Linked DNA regions of Sus scrofa: region 2 is linked to region 1. A link is a contact called in public HiChIP or PLAC-seq data. All regions are on one chromosome and are shown on one strand. The core of a region is the stretch at or near the end of the contact, and the rest is flanking DNA. Distances in the headings are between cores, read along the strand shown. Region 1 holds the start of LLGL2 (lethal(2) giant larvae protein homolog 2). Region 2 holds the start of MRPL58 (mitochondrial ribosomal protein L58).

Evidence for each region. HiChIP or PLAC-seq counts read pairs in DNA pulled down with a chosen protein or histone mark.
Region 2: a contact with region 1 is called in an H3K27ac HiChIP or PLAC-seq map of alveolar macrophages. The contact joins the promoter of MRPL58 here to the promoter of LLGL2 in region 1. A contact is called at or near these places in 1 of 5 promoter capture datasets (liver) and 1 of 2 datasets of contacts at active chromatin or transcription factors (alveolar macrophages).

What each region holds. Positions count from the first base shown.
Region 1 is chr12:5,844,257-5,848,266 of Sscrofa11.1, forward strand. LLGL2 (lethal(2) giant larvae protein homolog 2) reads right to left here and starts at 1,909. Exons shown (of 25, transcript XR_002336991.1): 1 at 1,766-1,909. It overlaps TSEN54 (tRNA-splicing endonuclease subunit Sen54), which reads right to left. Exons shown (of 12, transcript XM_021066651.1): 12 at 2,914-3,422. The coding sequence ends at 3,272.
Region 2 is chr12:6,263,531-6,267,540 of Sscrofa11.1, forward strand. MRPL58 (mitochondrial ribosomal protein L58) reads right to left here and starts at 2,335. Exons shown (of 6, transcript NM_001244295.1): 1 at 2,128-2,335. The coding sequence starts at 2,313.

The DNA of each region.
Region 1 (4,010 bases), core at 659-3,158:
ACAGCAAGATCTGAGCCATGTCTGTGACCTACACCATAGCTGGTGGCAACGCCGGATTCTTTAACCCACTGAGCAGGGCCAGGGATTGAACCTGTGTCCTTGTGGATACTAGTTGGGTTGTTTCCACTGAGCCACAACGAGATCTCCAACACCAAACCTTAACCCACTGAGCGAGGGCAGGAATCAAACCGGCATTCTCACGGACAACATGTCGGGTTCCTAACCTGCTGAGCCACAACGGGAACTCTGCCCCCCCTTTTTAAACCAAGGGGGGGGGTCATGTGGGTCGAGGGCCCTTTTTTTTCTTTTAATACTATTGTGCATTAAAATGTTACTGCGTAGTAAGTTATTAAAATTATATTAAGCTGCTGCTAAAGGGGCTACTCCATTGTCTCAGGGAAGACTAGGGATGCAGGACGACCCCAGACCTTGGAGACATTGTCCAGCGGCCCCCACGAGATTGGCCCAGTCTAACTTCAGAGGGTGGGAGCGAGCACTGGTCAGAGCCCCCAGAGCTGGCTCTGAGTCCTGACTGCCGTAAGTCAGCACTGTGGGCAGATGGTTTAAGAAAACCCAAACTCGAATTCCCATGCAATAGAGAAGCGGGACCGTCTCTTCCAGGACCATTCCCATGCTTCAGTTCACAAAGACCCAGACAGTCTTCCTCAGATGCCACTCCTGACCTTGGCTTCCCCTGTGCTGGGCCAGCTCTTCGGCCCCGCTGCTCTGTTCCTCCCACCTGGGGTTTCCCGTCTCCCCGACACACTCATTCCCTCCCTCCTCCCCTCCCTGCTCAGAGCCCCCTCTGCAGCCTGACCGGACCTTGAGTTGTAAACTCTGCAGAAGATCCCCGGAGCCCAGGTTAAGTCGCCCTGCATCTGGCACAAGGATCCCCGCGGGAATGGCGCTGATCTATGCCCCGCCCACCTCTCTCAAAGCTCACCTGTCTCAGGTGAGAGCCTCAGGGGGCCGCACAACGGCTCTCTTGGTTACCGCAGGTTCTTCCCACAGCCAAAGCTCCGTGTGACTGTGAACCGTCCAGACCGAACAAACCAGAGCAAACTTTGCACGCTTTCTTTGGCAAGACAGAATTTTTCACTCCTCGCTAAGTCCCAACGTCCCACAGCGCAACCCCACCCCCATGGTCGTGGAAAAGAGACTGGGCCTCCGTCAAGTCCCCTAAAGGCATCCAAAGCCACCTGAGGTGGAGAAAGGCCCCAAGACCCAAGTCCCTCCCGCGGGCTTCCTGCGTCCAGGGATTAGGAGGCACAAAGGGCCGGCAGGGAGAGGGCCCAGATGGCAGGAGCAGGGGCTAAGCCGCCGACGTAAGGCGCTCCGGCCCCCGCTCGTGGAGAGAGGGCCACCGGAGACGCGTGTCGCTGGCCTCCGCGGCCAGGCGCCTTGCACGTTGGGCCGGAGACCGGGGGACTCCGTCTCCGCCCGCAGTGACCCTCGCACCCAGCCGGGCCGAGCACCTGTTTCCCTGCTCCCCAAAGCCAACGCTGTTGTGCAAACCCGAAACCCAAATTCCGTAATCGCGGGCAGATCAGTCACAGAAAAGTTCCCAGCGGCACTTCCTACAGGTGTCTTTCTCCTCGTCGAGCGGAACGACGGGATCCTGGGCGAGGCGAGCGGACTTGGGCGCAGCCCTCCCCACCCGGCACAGGGAAGCCAAGGGTCCTGGCCCTCCCCTGCCTCCTCGCCCAGAGTGGCGGGAGCCCCGAGGGGGCGGGCCCTGCTCATTAGGTCCCGGCTCGCACCTCACCTGGAACCCCAGGCCGGCTCCCGCCGGAGGCCTCCGCGTTCCTCAGCGCCCGCCGCCGGCTCTGTTCACCCTGCCGCCGGCCCACGGGCTGCTGGGCGGCCGTCTCCTTCCTGCTCACCTCCGGCGCGGCGAGCTGGGGGCGGAGCCGCCTCTATTTACATAAAGGGCGAGCCGGCCCGGCGGGCGGAACCCAGAGAGAGCGTCGGGCCCCAGCAGCCCGCCCCCCGAGCCTGGCCCCGCCTCCTGAAGCCCTGCGCCGTCGAGGCGGGGGCGCAAGGAGTGCGCCCTCGAGGGGCGGGGACCGCGCCCTGGCCAATCCGCGGCTCCCGGGAGCGCGGGGGCGGGGCTGCGACCCGTGTGAATATGCACGAGGCACTGCCGGCCCGCCCCTGACCTCACCTGCGCGCACCTGGCCGCAGGACGGCACGCCGCGCCCAGTGTCCCGCCGCCTCCCGGGGAGGAAAATAGTTCCCGGAACGCGAAGTGGCTCCGGGCCACCTTCCAGGCCCAACTCCATAAAGGGGGAGGTCCCTCCCACAACCCGGTCCGGAGCGGCCCCGAGGGAGGGGCATAGCCTGGCTGGCTCTTCCTGAAAGCGCCCAGCCCAATCAGAGGGTGACGTCTGACACAGGGCCAAGTTTCGGGACCCAAGAGCCAGGTGGCTTGGGGAGAGAGGCGTCGCCAAGAGGCGCCTCCTCTCTGGGTGGGCCCCAAGCCTGTACCCTCCTACAAGTCGTTGTCACCAGAGGCCCCGAGGGCCAGCAACTGTGACCGGAGTTTTTAGCATGACGAAGGCCGGGAGCAGAGGTCTGGGCGTGCATGGCGCGCTGCACCACACAGCTCCCAACGACTAGGGTTCGGGCCATTCCTCCACCCGGACCTCCGCTGCGTTTAGGGGAGGACCAATGGGTGCCAGCTTCCCTCCTTGGGCTACCCTTCTGAAAGCCAAGCTAACTACAGGTCTGGGACTTCCCTCAGATAGGCGAGGGGTCGCATTCCTGCCCTCTTAGCTCTTGCCCGCGAGAAAGCAGCGCTCTCTGTGGGTGGGCAAAGCAGGGGTGAGGGCCTGGGGGCCCCATCCTCGGACAGTGGGATGGTGGGGATAGGGAGGCCTCATCCAGTATACTCAGTCACAGCAGAAAAGGGGATTTTTTTTTTTTTTTTAATGGCTTTGGCTGTATCGCTTGAAGCAGGCACCCTCTCAATTAAAGGCACAGAGTCCTCTCTTCTGCCCCACCTGGCTGGGTCTCTGAAATCTAGTCCTGAGTTTGCAGGGGATCACTGCAAAGCAGCACTCTCAGACGTGGGGCTTGGAAGCGCTGCAGCAGCCAGGCAGGGGGCAAGGCTTTGCTCTCCTGCAAGCGCCAGACACCCGGGGCCAAGGCCCAGACTAGCCCCTGAAGCTACAGATCAGAGTCTGGGTGTAGGAGGCAACTGAGATGGTCCCTGAGAGTAGACAGTCCAGGTCCCCCAGAGCAGACCCCAGGCCCTGCCAGAGCTGCGTGGTCAGTGTTCCACATCCTTGGGCAGCGTGAAGTCCCTGACGCTGTAGAAGGAGATGTCTCCGTGATCCACCAGGGCAAAGATCAGAGGAACATCCCCGCTCTGGTAGGACAACCGCTTGAGGGTGCAGAGGTCTGGGACTGGCTCATCAAATCTGCAAGAATCAAGGTGAGACTGAGACCTGAACAGGGGCTGCCCATAAGATTTGAGAATCCAGCCCTCAGAGTTCCCATCGTGGCGCAGTGGTTAATGAATCTGACTAGGAATCATGAGGTTGCGGTTCGATCCCTGGCTTTGCTCAGTGGGTTAAGGATCCGGCGTTGCTGTGGCTCTGGTGTAGGCTGGCAGCTACAGCTCCGATTAGACCCCTAGCCTGGGAACCTCCATATGCCGTGGGTGCGGCCCTAGAAAAGGCAAAAAGACCCCCCCAAAAAAAAAAAAAAAAAGAACCCAGCCCTCTGAAGCTCCCAGGGAAGGGAAGCTCTCACACAGCAGTCGGGGTGCAAGAGGTCTGGCCCCTGGGCTCTCCTGTCCGCAGACTGCATGACTCTGCTAAGATTCAGAGCCCTGGTTGGGTAAGGGGACTCTTAGCCTGAAAATCCCTCTGATTCACATCCCTTCTGCTGAGTTGAGCCTGGGACTAAAGTGGCACAGGAGAGACGACTCAAAAATGCCAGGAATGAGAGCTGAGGACTGGCAAGCTTGGGTGCCCATAGCGCTCATCGGCTCTGAGGCCTCGCTC
Region 2 (4,010 bases), core at 1,085-3,584, 420 kb after region 1:
GATGCAGATTTGATACCTGGCCTCACGAAGTGGGTTAAAGATCTGACATTGCCATGAGCTGTGGTGTAGGTCGCAGAGGCAGCCTGGATCCTGTGTGGCTGTGGCTGTGGCTGTGGTGTAGGCCGGCTCTGATTAGACTCCCAGCCTGGGAACCTCCATATGCTGTGAGTGCTGCTCAAAAGAAAGACAGACAGAAAGAACCATCTTTGTGAATGACTCCCAACTCTCTGGCTCAAACTCAAACCTCTTTCTTCAGTGTCTCCTCTCATGTGCCTGACGGAGGCCTTACACCTTAAGCCTCCTCACAGAGGACGGTCCTTCCTCCTGGTCTGAAGCAGCTCCTGGCCTGCACATCACAGCCCCTGGGTCTAGTCACTGCTTCTACTACCTAATAGTTTTCCCCATCTGTTTATATCTGCTCCTTCTGCTAGAACATAAGCTCCATGAAGAGGGAACTCTGTTTCATCAAGGTTGTACGTGCAGCGCTTAAGAGTGTCTGACACAGTAGGTGCACGAGAACCCTTTTGCTGAATGAATGAACAGACAAATGAGTGAAAGTTATTGCCACTTTCTCATCTCACTTCATGGCAACTCAACCCTTCCATTGCTCAAGGCTTCAGCCCTCAATTCCTCTCTTAGTCTCACGTCTCACAGAGAATCCAGTAGCAAACCCTGCAGCCTTTCCCTTCTGAATTTATCTAGAGCCTGACCATTTCCCACGGCTCCTATTGCTTCCACCCTGTTCATCAACTCTTGCCTGTATTGGTGCAGTCTCCTCACCGGTCATCCTCTTCCTGCCATTCGCAGTCCATTCTCTAGAAGAGTGATCTTTGTCAACTAAGTTGGATCACTCACTCTTTGGTCTCAAACCCTCCAAGAGGTCCCCATCACATTCCGAGGAAAGCGAAAAAGGCCTGTAAGCCCTATAAACAGGCCTCCTCCCCGCCCTCTTCTCTTTCGCTTCATCTCCTCCGACTGCCCTGCTCAGCTGCATTGGCCTGACTGCTGTTCCTTGAACCAGTGGAACATGCTACTGCAAAGGGGTGGTGGCACCTGCTGTTCCCTCCACAGAATGCTCCTCTTCTCACTCTTCTCATAGCTTGCAGCCTTGCTTCTTCCAGGTTCTTACGCAAATGTCACCTTCACAGACCATCCTACTTAAAACTGCAACACTGCATACCCCTACCTCCTTCTTCCTTCCAGGCTTTATGTTCTCTAAAGTACTTATCACCATCTCACATACTTCGTATTACTGACTCTATTTGTGGCCTGTCTCCCTCCATTAAGCAGATAAGTCAACTAGCACTGCACTAGTATTTTTTTTTCTTTTTTGGGGGCCAAGACCATAGCTTGTGGAGGTTCCTGGACCACGAACTGAACCTGCACCACAGCAGTGACCAAGCCACTGCAGTGACAACGTGGAATCCTTAACCTGCTGCATCAACAAGACAACTCCTGCATTAGAATTTTTGTGTTTTGTTCTACCCCATGCCTAGCACGGAGTACACAACATGCTTTCAACAGACGTTTGTTGAATGAGTGAATGAACAAAGGAATGAATGAACTGCTCTCTTTCAGTCCTGTGGGTGAAAACTCGGTAGAATGAGTGGGTCCCATCTCTCCTGCTCTGGGCCCTGCTGCAGCACCTGCATACAGCAGGCTGTCAATAAAGGCATCCTGAGGAAACCAACTTGAAGCTCTGTTTTCTCAGGCGTGCTGGGGTTCCTAGAGGCTAAGGACAGTATAATTTGCCAGAAGGTTCCAAAAGAGAGCAACTTGGCAGCTTCCTGCCTTAATTGTCCACTGTGGAGGTCAATTTTGCCTTGAGACAAGAATTTGCGCCTGAGGGACGGGGAATGAAACCAGAAAAGCTAAAGTCTCATAAGAAGCACACCCCGTGCACTCTCCCCGGGCCGGCACACCTCGAGCAACGCGCGACGCCGCCACCCGCCCAAGCCAGCCCAGTTCCCGGTTGCTAGGGCAACCAGCCTCCTCCCGCCGCGACCGCCACATTTGCGTGCATCAGCCCCTAGGATTAGCTGCACGCCGGGCCAATCCGGCCCCGGCTTCCTGCCTTCACCAGCGGAGTCGAGGAAACACCCCTTCCGCCCTGCCCTCCCGGCTCACCGGGAGCCTCCAGGCGGTGTCCGAGCCCCGCGACTCGGGGTAGAGCTTGTCCAGGCTGTAGATGCTCTGGAATTCGGTGCCCTCTACCTGTTTGTGCAGAGCGCGGCGGGGATAGCGCGTGGGCGACGGCAGCAGCCAGGCTCCGGCTCGGTTCAGGCCCCAGCGCAGGCACCGGGCGGCCGCCATGTTGGGATCTCTGGGCCGCTTCCGGTGGGCGCTTCCTTCCGCGGTCCGCGGGCTCGCGCTTTCCTCGGGACTTTGGTTCCGCGTGGCCTTGATCTTCTGCGGTCGGAAGAAGGCGAGCTCAGATCCATCCCGGCGTTGGTCTCACGCGGAGCATATTAGAGGCTTCCCATCGGCCGCCTCCGGGAGGCCTGGTTGGTGATCTGAGGGCACCTGCCGCGGTGGGAAAAACGTTGGCCAGACAGCGAGCTCTCAAGGGCGCCTCCTGGTGCAAAGAGCCCCCGGATGTCGTGTCCCCCAGAAACACCGCTTCTCTCCTTTTCAGTCTGTGCCCTCCTGGACCGCTCTTCCCCTCAAATCTCGCAGCATCGGCGGGGCCTGCCCTAGTTCATCTCCATCGCCTTTACTCTTTTCCACGTTTTTTGTTTTTTGTTTTCCTTTCACATCGCTCAAACTTTTCTATTGCCTGTTTCCCAGCAAGAATAACCACCAGGAGGGCACTGGCTCACCGCTGGATCCCCAGTATCCAGAACCTGGCATATCATAGGTGCTCAATAAATATTGATAAGAGGAAATGCGTTTTTGAAAGTTGAGTTCCGCTAGAGCTGAGTTTATGACTTCAGGCTCATTCACAAGGCAACCTATAAGCAAATCCCTGCTGAACACCTGTGTGAAGGCAAATACCCGATGGAAGGAGAGAGGTGGGCGGGTTGAAAAAGACGTATTTAAAAAAGTGAAGCCCCACCCCCGCTTTGTGGAGCATGATGCAGTTTCTCCTAGCCAGGAGAAAAGGGGAGAATGGGGAAGTAGGTAGAGATTCTTTTTACAGGGCTGTTAGGAAAACCAGGAGTTCTCTTGCGGCTCAGCGGGTTAAGGATCCTGTGTTGTCACTGCAGTGGCTGGGGTCACTGCTGTAGCATGCGTTTGATTCTTGGCTGGAAATTCCCCATGCCGCGGGTGTGGAAAAAAAAAAAAAAAAAAGAAAAGAAAAGAGAGGAAGAAATGAACTTCAAAACTGAGAGGTTCTAACTCTGAGAAAGGTTCAAAATAGAGCAATGTTTGGAAACAGTTAAGCGTTAGCTAAGTTGCTTTGCTGAGAGGCGGTTTGGCAAATAGAAACAGCTCAATGAACATTAGTGATTATTAGTAACACTGGTGGCTGTTTCTTAATGGCAGGTTCTATTTTTAGGAAAAGCATAATTACCTAGAAAAACATGCCCCTGGGAATGCTGGCTGTTTGAAATAGGAGATTGTCATCAAGTCCAGGCTTTACCGTCTTAGCCTCATTGATACAGGCAAATTCTGGAGGAGGGAAAAAATGCTTGTGGAGCTGGGGCTTTGTAAACCCAAACTAGGAAGGGAATGGCAATTGACATGCGCCTTTTGGTCTCTAGGCTGAAAGGGGAGTCTCCGGGGACCCTCCCTGCCCGACTTAGTCTCAAGACCTCAGAGGGAACAGAGGCGTCTCCATGGTGACTGGAAAAAGCTGCTCAGGGGAGCAAAGCCAGGGACTGGCCCAGGTCGACAGCTCAGGGATTATAAATAATAAAATGAGCACCATTTCATGGCATCTTTGCTCTGAGCCTGGGCTCCAGCTCTGCACCTGACCCAGAGTGGAAGGAAAAGGAAGCTGCAGGTTTCCATGGCCCCAAATAAATGCAGCCTGCTCGGGCCATCTGGTGGCCTGGATTCTGGGAGAG